Linked DNA regions of Mus musculus: regions 1 and 3 are each linked to region 2. The links are chromatin contacts, called in public HiChIP or PLAC-seq maps. All regions are on one chromosome and are shown on one strand. Each heading gives the region's core, a stretch centred on a gene start, on an enhancer-like site or on the middle of the called end of the contact. The rest is flanking DNA. Distances are from core to core; before and after follow the strand shown. Region 1 overlaps Gm27166 (a long non-coding RNA gene). Region 2 holds the start of Fli1 (Friend leukemia integration 1). Region 3 has its middle 72 kb from the start of Gm27166.

The links. HiChIP or PLAC-seq counts read pairs in DNA pulled down with a chosen protein or histone mark.
Region 1: an H3K4me3 HiChIP or PLAC-seq map of embryonic limb bud shows a contact between it and region 2, with 4 times the contacts expected there. The contact joins the enhancer-like site here to the promoter of Fli1 in region 2. A contact is called at or near these places in 11 of 39 promoter capture datasets (the 3T3-L1 cell line, 3T3-L1-derived adipocytes, cranial neural crest and 6 more), 1 of 484 Hi-C or Micro-C datasets (regulatory T cells), 15 of 115 datasets of contacts at active chromatin or transcription factors (DN3 thymocytes, T-cell acute lymphoblastic leukemia, acute myeloid leukemia and 12 more) and 2 of 9 other capture datasets (adipose tissue and embryonic stem cells).
Region 3: an H3K4me3 HiChIP or PLAC-seq map of embryonic limb bud shows a contact between it and region 2, with 7 times the contacts expected there. The contact joins the enhancer-like site here to the promoter of Fli1 in region 2. A contact is called at or near these places in 12 of 39 promoter capture datasets (the 3T3-L1 cell line, the C10 cell line, cranial neural crest and 7 more), 1 of 15 datasets of contacts at CTCF or cohesin (large pre-B cells), 1 of 484 Hi-C or Micro-C datasets (embryonic stem cells), 22 of 115 datasets of contacts at active chromatin or transcription factors (the SCID.adh cell line, T-cell acute lymphoblastic leukemia, bone marrow-derived macrophages and 15 more) and 2 of 9 other capture datasets (adipose tissue and liver).

Annotation. Positions count from the first base shown.
Region 1 is chr9:33,068,014-33,071,754 of GRCm38.p6, forward strand. All of the region lies in intron 1 of Gm27166 (a long non-coding RNA gene), which reads left to right. Among named protein-coding and RNA genes, the nearest start is that of Gm27166, 38 kb to the left of the region's middle. Within about 2 kb of position 2,033, at least 1 of the 459 cell types and tissues checked has an H3K27ac peak or open chromatin away from gene starts, as enhancers often do.
Region 2 is chr9:32,539,893-32,543,462 of GRCm38.p6, forward strand. It overlaps Fli1 (Friend leukemia integration 1), which reads right to left and starts at 1,560. Exons shown (of 9, transcript NM_008026.5): 1 at 1,299-1,560. The coding sequence starts at 1,316.
Region 3 is chr9:33,102,050-33,106,145 of GRCm38.p6, forward strand. No RefSeq gene overlaps it. Among named protein-coding and RNA genes, the nearest start is that of Gm27166, 72 kb to the left of the region's middle. Within about 2 kb of position 2,667, at least 11 of the 459 cell types and tissues checked have an H3K27ac peak or open chromatin away from gene starts, as enhancers often do. A contact at or near this core is called in craniofacial prominence, embryonic limb bud and second pharyngeal arch cranial neural crest, where this site is marked.

The sequences.
Region 1 (3,741 bases), core at 783-3,282, 530 kb after region 2:
GGAAATGGTCAATTGTGGAAATCCCCTCAATTACTTAGAATTTAGAGAAATGTCTATACACTGGGCACTAGGGTAGAGGCTGAGTTAAAGAAGAGGGAGATGCTTGGCATGTGGTGATGAATAATTAAAATAATCTTGGATTAAATTTTACTTATTCTTTGACCTTGTTTAGCTTCATGGAGGACAAATGTGACCTTCAAACCAAGGTGATGTGCTTTATTACGCAGGAACATAGTAATATAATGCACAAATGTGCATACATTTCTGCTTGAGATTTTTTTGTTGTTCTCTAGTCCAAAAGAAGTTGTGTGATAGACTTTTCTAGAGTTGGCTTTAAAAGAACCAATGCCTAGGAGCTACCTACAGTGATCACAGGGACACAGCTAAATTCTTGAAGCTTCTAATGTGTTTCTAAAGCATAGCCAGGGATGAGTCAACTGTTTGATAAGGCAAAGTCAAATATGACATAGAGAAGAGCTTATTACCAAATGCCTGAGGCAGCTTTGAATAGCTTTGATCCTGCTGGCCATGTACACACCAACAGTTTATGCCCTATAAACTAACTCAGCAGTTAACAGTTGTCTTTACAGGCATCTTCAAGATCCATATTGAGTCTATTTCTTTAAAAAAAAAAAAACCTCTCTAGCAGAAGTCTTGCCCTTCCTCCCTTCCTCCCTTCCTCCCTTCCTCCCTTCCTCCCTTCCTCCCTTCCTCCCTTCCTCCCTTCCTCCCTTCCTCCCTTCCTCCCTTCCTCCCTTCCTCCCTTCCTCCCTTCCTCCCTCCCTCCCTCCTTCCCTCCCTCCCTCCCTCTCTCCCTCCCTTCCTTCCTTCCTTTCTTTCTTGTGTGTGTGCATGCAGGCATGTGTGAGTGTGGGTACATATGTATGTAACATGTACACATACATATGTAGCACATGTATAGAAGTCAAAGACTGATGTTGGGTGTCTCCTTCCCTTGATCTCCACTTTGTATTTTGAGGCAGTGTCTCTGAACTGAGCCTGAGCTTGCCCATTAACTAGTCGGTTGTGCTGGCTGGTTTTACTTCACCATGATACAGGCTAGAGTCATCTGACTGGAGGGAACTTTGATTTCAAAAATGTCTCCAAAACATCTAGCTGTGGGCAAGCATGGCAAGCATTTTATTAATTAGTGATTGATGGGGAGGGGACCAGTCTACTGTGGCTGTTGCCACTCATGGTCCTGGGTTCTATAAGAAAAGAGACTGAGCAAACCAGAGAAAGCAAGCCAATAAGAAGCACCACTCCATGGCCTCTCCATTAGCTCTTGCTTCCAAGTTTCTTGCATGATGGAGTTCCTGCCCTGACTTCCTTGGATGATAAATAGTGATTTGGAAGTGTGAGCCAAGCCAACCCATTCCTTCCCAAGTTGCTTTAGTTAGGGTGTTTCATACAGCAATAGCAGCTCTACCTAGGACATCTACCTAAACTTGGATCCCCTCTTGTGTGCTGGGATTACACAACCAACATTTCTGTGAGTATCAGGGATGTGAACCCACATTCTTGTGCTTGAGCAGTAATCTACTGAGTCATCTCTCCAGCCATAAAGTCTCAGCCTTCCTTTTGCCCCCTGCTTCTCTGGACTACTGGATTAGGCTTGGGAATCCAACCTTGATCTCTTTAACCTAAGCAGTACATTCAAGTGTATACTCACTACGTGAGAGTCGAAGTTCCATGAACACAAACACAAAGCAAGCAGAAAGGAAGAGAAGCAGACCAGGAAGGGCCTTTTGCAACATGTTCCTCTTAAGCTTGCTCTGCCCCAAATTCAAACCCAGGCTTGCCTAATTCCTGTTATGCCCACCTCAATGTCCCTCAACTCTTGGACATTTGGAGGCCTTTAGGACAAAGCAGCTGGCTACTCCATGGCTCACATCCCTTTGTTTCTGTCATCCTTGTTCTAAAGTGCCCACTAGCCTTAACTCCAGGTACTGAAAAAAGTATGACATTTATGATACTTTTAACCACTCTCCTCCCCCTTCAGCAATGCCCCTCTTCTGACTCTGAAAAATCAACTCCCTTGACAAATGTCAGTAAACTGACCTTCCTAGTAACCTGGATTAGGGGATCGACAACTAAATGTAAAACCGTGATTAGCCAAGGGCATTTGAAGGAGAATCAGGTGTTCCTATCTTCCTCTCCCAGCGCCAAGGCCTAGCTCTCTATTTACAGAGCACAATGTTGCTGTGATAGCCTAATTGATTTATAATGTTTTTCTCCATATTGTAGCATGTGTGCAATTAGTTCTTGAAAAGGAAACACAGCTCAGCTCAGTTGCCGCATCTGCTTCTAGTCAGGGACTTACAATTTCATGCCCTGTTTTCCAGATGGCTTGATTAACATGCAAGGAAACCTAGTGGCTTGGCCAGGGCTGCAGATGAAACCAAGTAATCTCAGGTATAATTAGACCTGGGAGAAATATTCCTGATGGGAAGAAATCTCAGCAAAATCTCAAGATAAATAAAGTACACTGGGGAAGAGGGTGGGAAGGTGGAGACACATGGAGTGTGTGTTTTAGTTTTGTTGTTGTTTTTGTCTTTGTTGTTATTCATACATTAATGCATTAGTTTATCCACGGAGCATGTAATCATTGAAAGCTTAGTAGATCACAGTTTCTCATTGATTTTACAGTGGTTAATCAAGTAGTGTTTTATTTTTTTATGGAGTCCATGGTTTGTATATGGACTTTGTAACTTTGTAGTCATAGTGAAGAAAATATGAATGCACAACAAGTGTCATGGTCTGAGAGGTACCCATGTTCTGAGTCAGAGACTTCTCTGGGGACTTCCAATAGAGAAGAGATTAGCTTCAAATGGGTACCAGCACTTTACACCAAGTGAGCAACAGATTAGAGAAAAGGTCTTGTTGAATTCCAGGAATATTAGGAAGGCCACTGTAGCTGCTCTAGGAGGAGTGGGAAAGTTTTATAGAATGAGAAGGAAACCTCAAGAAAGAAGTTAAACAAAATAGAGGATTCCCATTTCCTCTTAAGCCTTAAATATTTCTTTCACGGAATAGAAGCAAAGCAAACCTTGGATATCTAAATGAGTGGTGGTTGTGGGCAGCATGTGGATATCAACAATGGAAATGCAATGGATGGTTTAAAGAGATGTCAAGAGAGCAAGAGTAGGTGAAGTTTGGTGGTGTGTTGCAAGCAGATGATAACGTTGATCTATAATTTTTCTCAAGTAATAGAAAATACCATGCCCTGAACTGAAACGGGGCAACCTGAGAAATATTAGTTTATCATAAAGATGGAATTTCATATAAAAAGCAAAGTCAGTAATTTTGAAAGAAAGAATAGTTTGAAAGGAGGAGGAGGCTCAAGACTGAGGCTTCAGGTGTTCCAACTGCAGATGTCAAACTCGAAGAGTTCTCATAAGGAAGTGTGTCTGAAGGATATGCTATCCAATAGGCTAACAGGAAAAAGTATATACTAGACACCATAGAAATTGTATGTGAATTGGAATTAGGAGCATGGAGGGCATTCATAACCTACAAAGGAAGCGTTTCAATATTGTATTTTATGCTACATGGCATATTTACAAAAACTACAAACATAATAGCAGACTCATTCCAGAGAAGGTATCTGATAAACACAAATACACACACTTCTGTTTTCCTACATGAATGTTGAAGGGCACATCTGGACAGCTGAATGGTTCACCCAGAGCAGATTTTTCTCTATGTTCATTTTCTATTTCTTTTTGCATTAATAGACAG
Region 2 (3,570 bases), core at 310-2,809:
AGAGAGAGAGAGAGAGAGAGAGAGAGAGAGAAGAGACTCTTAGAAAATAAAAACACTCTGACCCCACCCAGAAGATAAAAATCTGTTAAATTCTCTAAAGCCAACAACACCTTCACCTCCTCTTCATCAAGCCATGAGAGGGAAGTGGATTCCTCTGGGTTCTGGAGAATGGCGGCTCTGCCAGTCCCCACCTCACCAGCCTGATAGTTTTTCCAGAGCAATTCCTGCTTGATATGCAGCCTTGAAGCTAACGTCTGCTCTCATTCATTCTCCTAAGTCCTCTTAGGCTAGTCACGTTAGGGGGTGTCCCTCGTCTCTGCTCCTGGCCCTACTTCCCCCTTTCGGAGGGAGCACTCGGCCTTTCTGAAGCGTGACAGGGAACCCAGACTCACAGGTCTGCTGGTCTGCACTTTGCAACCTAGACCCAAGCTGGGCCGGCGCGGGTGGCGGGTGGGGGTGGGGGTGCAATCGGCAAGCCCCAGGCCATAGACTCTGAACCAGCCACCGCAGGGGGACAGCTGTTGAAGGAGTTTAATTCTTACTGAGAGGACAGCTCCTGGATCCCTTGCTCTAAAGCAGGCGCACGCACAGTGTGCGGGATCTGAGGCACTGAGGAGCCGGAGAGCAAGGAGATTCCTAACCCGAGGAACTGCGAGGCGGGCCCGTTAGCTCCAGGCAGCCGGCGTCCGCAACTGCCGGGCAGCAGCAGTGAGAAGGGGGGAAGAGAAACCGGTCTGGCTGACAAGTAAACAGGGTCTTCCATCTGGACCCGCCGGCTCAGCCGGATCCTCAGACACCCTCCCTTGCACCCCTTGCCCTCCCGCAACTACTCCTCCAACTCGCTCGGAGGGTCGGGGGACCCCAGCCAGAGGCGAACGCTGCTCCTGCCCGCGCAGATCTCGGCCTCTGGCGTGAGGAAGCTGGCCGCCAGACTAGTGCCTGGCGCCGGGGCCAGGTCGTCTGGGTGCCGGGTGGGAACCGACCCGGCGATCTCCCGCCCGAGACTCTGCTCCGCGCCCCGGGTCCCCAGGTTTCAGCTGCCGGGTCTCGCAGCCCCTTCGGGCGGCACAGTGGGAGCCTGCGGGATTCCACAGTGGCGCAAGGAGTGAGGGGTAGATCGCCCTGGGCGGGAAGGCTGGCCGGCCTCCTCGGAATGGGGGACTCGCCACCCGGAGGAGACCGCGCGAAGCCGGGGCGCGGAAGGAAGGGAGAGCGGCCACGTCTTCCGGGACCCCGGCGCCCAGCCCTCCCGCCGCCCCGGTCGGCCCTCTCCCCGCGCCCACTGCCCAGCCGCTTACCTTAATAGTCCCGTCCATTTGGCCAAGTCTGCAGCCGAGCCCCCCAATATTCCACACATTGACCCGGTTACAGCCTGACCTCGTAGCCCCTTCAGATTAGCCCGGCGCGGCCTCTTTGGCGCCCTGGGCCCTCTCTGAGTGCCCCCTGCGAGCGCCCTGCCCTCGCTCCCCTGTGCACGTTTGTTGTTGTAGCGGATCGAAAAAGAGACAGTTAACCGGATGAAACTTTTTTTCAGCTAATTTTGGGAAGTGACTTCACTTTGCGATCGGGGAGGAAGTCCTATCTCTCTCTCTCTCTCTCTCTCTCTCTCTCTCTCTCTCTCTCTCTCTCTCTCTCTCATCTCGCCCTCTCCACTCTCTGCTCTCTCTTGTCTTCCCTCCCCCACACCCCCTCGTCCTCTCCTCGCCCTGCTTTTCGCATCACTCGCTATATAAATATACGCGGGATGCCCAGTTACATTCATGCACTGCGCACACAGGATACTTGCTCCTGGGAGATAAGAGCTGGCCAGGAACAATGACGGGGTCCACGCCCAGTATCCGCTCCCTGATTCCTGAAGTCTGCAACTCCCCCATCACCTTCCCCCCAAATCCAAAGCCAAACGCCTCTGGCCTCTTTCCTTTCCCTTGGGCCTTTGGCCGAAGGTGGCCCTCCTGACTCATTCACTTTCCGTTTCTTCCCACAGATACATTCATTAATGCTTTTTCCAGCCGGAGTCAAACTTTTTTGGGGATGGGAGGAAGACGGCGGAAGAGTTTGTTAGAACAGGGGATAACCTGGCGATGCTGACCGCCAGGGGAGATTCGGATGCAGATCAAGGCAAACCTACTATTTTTAAAAAGGAAGGAAGGAAGGAAGGAAGGAAGGAAGGAAGGAAGGAAGGAAGGAAGAAAGAAAGAAAGAAAGAAAGAAAGAAAGAAAGAAAGAAAGAAAGAAAGAAAGAAAGAGAGGAGCCGAAGAGAGTTTTTGCATCTAAGCGCTGGTCTCCGGATAGGCTCAAAGCGAATTCTGGGTCCCGCGGACCTGACCTGTCAAGGGCTCAATACCTCAAGCTTTGTTAGCAGAGAGATGCCCATGCTTTGGCGCGCCTCGACTCCGGGCTCCACAGCCCGCTAAGGAGGTAGACCAGCCACAACCTAGGCTTTTTGAGTTAAATTCTCTCACCTATCAGGACCCGACGGCCCAAGTTCTTCAATACCATCGCAGCCCCCAAGGAACTGACACCAGGGCGAGCTTGCCCTCCACACTACGCAGCAGGACCCAGGAGCGCGGCGAGCCGCGGCTCAGCAGAGACCCCACCTTGGATGAGAACGGGCAGTCTAAGGGTCCAAGCTAGGGACTGTCATTCCCAACCAGCGGCGTGGCCCGCTTTACCGGCTCGGTTCTTTCTGCTATCCCCCGCGCCTCCCCTGCTGGACCCAGGAGCTCTCTTGTTAAGGCTTCTCTGGGGTATCGGCGCTGGCGGCCTGACTCCCATCTCCCAGACTTTGAAAACAGGTTACCTTTTTCCACGCTCTTCAGACCACGCTGTGGACTTTCTCACTATTATTTAAGAGTCCTCCCGGGAAAAGAGGGGAAAAATTCCAGAGCAGATCCGAATAAATTGGAAAGGAAAAAAAAATCAAGAGGGTGTCCACGGCGGCAAGAAGGTGACTTATTAATTCTTTATTTCTTCAGGAGCAATTGCGCTCGCTCGCTCGCCTCCCTCCCTCCCCCCTTCCCCCTCTCCAAATTAGTCTCATCAATTCAGCTCCAATTTGGGGTTCGAATACAGACACGGGTCTGAACGTGACCAGACCTGGAGTGGCGGTGCAGCCTGCCAGCAATTGAGACTCGGTTTACTGTGGGGGGTGGGGTGGGGGCCGGGCCCACTCCCCCTCCTCCTGTCTGCTTCTCAATCCAGGGGTCTGCTCCGGGGCTCCCCTGGGACCGCCACATCTGGTTACCGCTAGCGGGGTCAGTCCCCCCCCTTTGCCTGGGGCCACCAGTTCTGGAGTTCAATTAAAAGAAATCAGGCTTAACCCTTTCCTGCCTGCGGCCGGGCTGCCCGCCCTCTTGCTCTTCCCTTCAGCGTTTCCACATGCTTTCCAGAGAGGAAAGAGGTTAAAGGGAAAGAAGAATGAATTACATCCTTTCAAACCCCAAATTGTTTCCTTTTCAGCCCAGACATTCAAACGACAACGTAGCTTTCAGGAGGGTGCACCCAGGCTATACTGAGCCTCTTTCTGTCCGAAAGGAGTGTTTACGTCTCCCCGCAGAGGGTCTCCTTCC
Region 3 (4,096 bases), core at 1,417-3,916, 560 kb after region 2:
ACAATAAGCTCCCAGATCCGTCTCAACACAGGCACCTGGTTTAAAAATTCCGTGGAAATCTGTTAAAACTCTGCAAGTGTTAAGTGAACCTTGGCAATTCTTTTATAGAAGATAAAATTGAGACCTAGAAGGGAGAAAACATTCAAGATGTCACCTTGCTCCTCCTCTCCTTGTCCTCTCCTCTTCTCTCCAAATAATGCTTTAATAAATGCACTCTGAACAGAAGCAGCACTCTGGTCAAGCGAAGGGGCCTACCCCTCCACTTCCCCAGTTGCTTTTTAAAAGTATCTTGTAAGAGTGCTGAGATGGAGTCACCACTGTCTCAGCATCCAACACAACCCTGTTAACTACAGCCCTGCATCAATAGACTTTCCAACAACTCTATACTTCAGCTATGGCTTCTTCTCAGCCCAGCCTCCAGTTTTCCCACTGGGAATGTGCATATCATGGTTGTCATTACTCTTTAAAAGTCCCCTGGAAACATAGGCCTACTGTAAGCTGCCTAGCATCAAAACAGGGGGCTCTGGCTTGAGTTTCTTGCCTTTGACTATCAAGGCTGTTGCTGGTCTGCTGTTTTTTTTTTTATTTGTCCTGTGCAGGGCCTGGCAGCCCTTCTGTTGAATTTGCTGACTTATTGAACCCCAACTGAATATGGCTTGCTGACATAACCAGAAATAGCTAGAGGGCAGTTAGCTTGTGGTCCATTTGTCACTATTTATATACTCTGAAGACACTACTAGTGGAAGGAAGATAGTGTAACAAAAATTTCCAAGGTTATGAACTCCTCCTCCTTTGGATTATCCATTAGCTTATGTACAATCGGAGAAGCAGAATCTCTACTTATGAAGGTATTTTTCACAAAGCATATGATAGCTTCTTGCCATCTGGAAGCAATGGGGTATTATCTCTTAATATGGAAAAAAGTAGACATTAGCCTAGCATTTAGACGTGAATTACAGAGAATTAATATAAACTGGTTTTCATTAAGTCATTAAGCATATTGTCTGCCTTAATGCACACAGCAACCTTATTACACAGATGCTGTTTAAAAATAAAAAAACTAAAACGGGAAGGGGATAAAGATTTTAGAAAAAGTAGCTTCCCAAAGTCATTAAGCTAGGCTTTTTATTCAGATCCAGCCTGCTCCATCAGTGGATGATGTCCAAGCAAAGGACAGGAATGGAGAGACGTTTGGGGAGCATTGGAAAATGGCAAGATAAGCTGTGAAGCTGAAGCCCTTTGGGACAGAGCGTCTGCCAATCAGGCTTGGACAGTGAGACTTGATGGAAAGAAGAGAGCTCCCAAATCCACAATTTGGCTTGCAGGTTCTTTCGTTGGCTACAGCAGTACTAGCTCTACGGAGTAATCCCATGCTAGTTTATGGGTGTACAAACAGGGGCTTTGCAGAGTCCAGAAGCAAAGTGATTTGTAAACCTTGTTTCTATTTTTAATCATTTAGGATCTAGCCCAAGACCTTTTTGTGTTTATAAACCTTTTCTACACTCTTATTTCCTTCCCCTTTTCATTTTGTTTGAGATCGAGTCTCCCTTATGTAGCCTAGGCTGGTCTTGAATTCATATTCTCTCTGATGTTAGCTCCTATCTGTTGAGATTACAGTGTAGGTGCCAACTTTGATCTATATTCTGATTTCTACTGAGCTTATTTCATTACTCTGTACATGGGTGTTGCTCTTAATAGGTCTCCTATTGTGGGACTTCAATTCTTATTCATTTGTCCTCTTTATACAACACAGTTATAGCAACATATATTTACACAGCTTACAAATTACCAATCTTCTACATTTTAATGTAAAACTCCTTTAATATTAGCTATATTATTAATCATATTAATGTTAATTTAATGACATTTATGTATTTGTATTGTTAATGCTGTTGGTGTGTGTTATTCCATTATGCTAGGGTAAGGCTTCTTTTATTAGTTTCCCCTTCAGCATTGTCACAGGCTGTTTGTGTCAACGTTGAAAGTGGGTATTAATATTTCTCAGCACTAATTGGAAGGGTAAACATTTGGTGCCACAATAATGTTTTTAAATTGGTATTGCATTGTCTCAGAACATCACAAAGAAACATTCAAACAAATGAGTTTTTACTCCCTCCTGCAATCCTACTGGTCAGAGAAGTATTCCCTCAAATTATCATTGAGGCACACAACACACTCCCTCCTTAGACTGATGTCCCACACCATTCTTTATTGCCCTGGAGTGAGCTTCTGATTTAGAAATCCTAAACAGATAGCAAGTGCATGTTACAGTAGAAAAGATGCACATTTTTCTGAGCTTTTTGAGTTTGAGAATGGAAGAAAGGAGTTTACTCCTTTAAAAGCCCAGACATTCTATTTGGTTCTTCATTTTTTCTTTCACTCCCACCCGTCTTAGTCATTTTGTTTGCCAACTAACCTAGGCATCAAGGGTTTTTTTTTGGGGGGGGGGGTATGGAGGGGATAAACCAGAGCTGTACAGACAATATATAATACCCCCACGAGGGTGTCCGAATCTGGCAGCCTTCAATAGGTTAATTTTTCAAAGTGGTAAGCTGATATTTCTGTATAAAATGCACATCTGCAGGGGGAGTGGTATTAAGTGTTGGTGAATTATGGCCTCAGCCTAGGGGTCACTTGAGCCTCGGTGCTACAAGCACCTTAATGCTTTCTTGAACGAAGGCTCTGCTAATTGCTTCCATATGACTCTTTCTAGTGTGGAGGCCCCTCCTCCCGGCTCCCATCACTGTCCCCAACCCCCCACCCACTTCTTAATGTAGCTGTGGCACTCACAGGAATAATGAGCTATGAAATTGTACCACACTGATTAGAAGTGGGGCTTACAAAAGAACCTGCCATTTTTTCCCCTGGATATTCTTTGACTCTTTAGTTCAGACAGCTTTGGGGGTCAAGTCCCAGAAGGCCAGGTCTTCCCCTCTGCTCCCTTCTCCTCCATTCCTTTACACCACTGGGAGTGCACATTTATGCTGTGAATGGGCAGGCAGACCATTAATTAGTTTGCCTGCTAAGCTGTTGTTGGAAGGCCGAGCTGGGGACATTTTACAGGGTATGTTGGCATGTTGATGGAGAGGGAGGCAAGAAAGGGAGTTATAAGCATATCACACTGTGCCCTTGGAAGGATATCTTGTTTGGGAAGCCACTCTAGACAGGAATCTTCTGAGGTTTACTGTACCCAGCAGCTGAGGAATACAAGGACTGACTCTGGCTGGCTTCTGGGAGGTTAACTTAGAAACTGTTTTGTATTTGACTTGTCAGCAGAGAAAATGGAAGCAGGGAATTGTATGAATTAGATATCATTGCACACCAGATACAGCCATAAGCACCATTCCCTCTCTTGGTGTGAACATGCTCCCTTGCAAAGAGGAAGAAAGGGCTCATCCATCCATTTGGTGGCTTGAGATTACTACTGTTATACAGATGGGCCACTTAGTACAAACGTGTACACATGTAGTAAAATATCTCTGCTAGCCTGCTGTGAAAATAAAATACAACCTCCATGAAGCAGCAAAGGGTGTAGCATCTATTTAACATTCAGAGAATGAGTTATCAGTGGTTGCGGTTCCTATCACTTGTATCTGCGCATACACTTTCATTTCCCAGTGTCACATACTCCTTGACACCCAGCTGTGTCTGGAGCTGCCATTCCCAGCCTTCACTAATTCCAGGCGCCAATTCTTCCTCCCAAAATTGTTCAGATTGAAGTGACATCATGCCCTCTTGAATTCTTCTAAGGCTACCTGTCCTGTTCTTTTGGCAATAAAACACACTGCCCTCTGCCTTTAATTAGATGGCTGATCTGGCATTTGTATTCTGCAGCTGTTTAATTTACCCCATGTTTATGGCTCCTTCTCCTTCAGCTAAATTATTGTAATCCCTGTAGGGCAGTGGTCTCATGGTTCATGTATTTTCTTGTATATTCTGCTTAACACTATGCCGGTACAGTTTCACTAAGGAATTTTGAGAATAACATTAAATAAATAAACAATAAAGAATACAAAAAAAACCTTTTCAAATATTTTAGTGATATTTACTTTTATTCAATACATCAATGGTCTAGTCTACTGTGTACCTGTCTGGG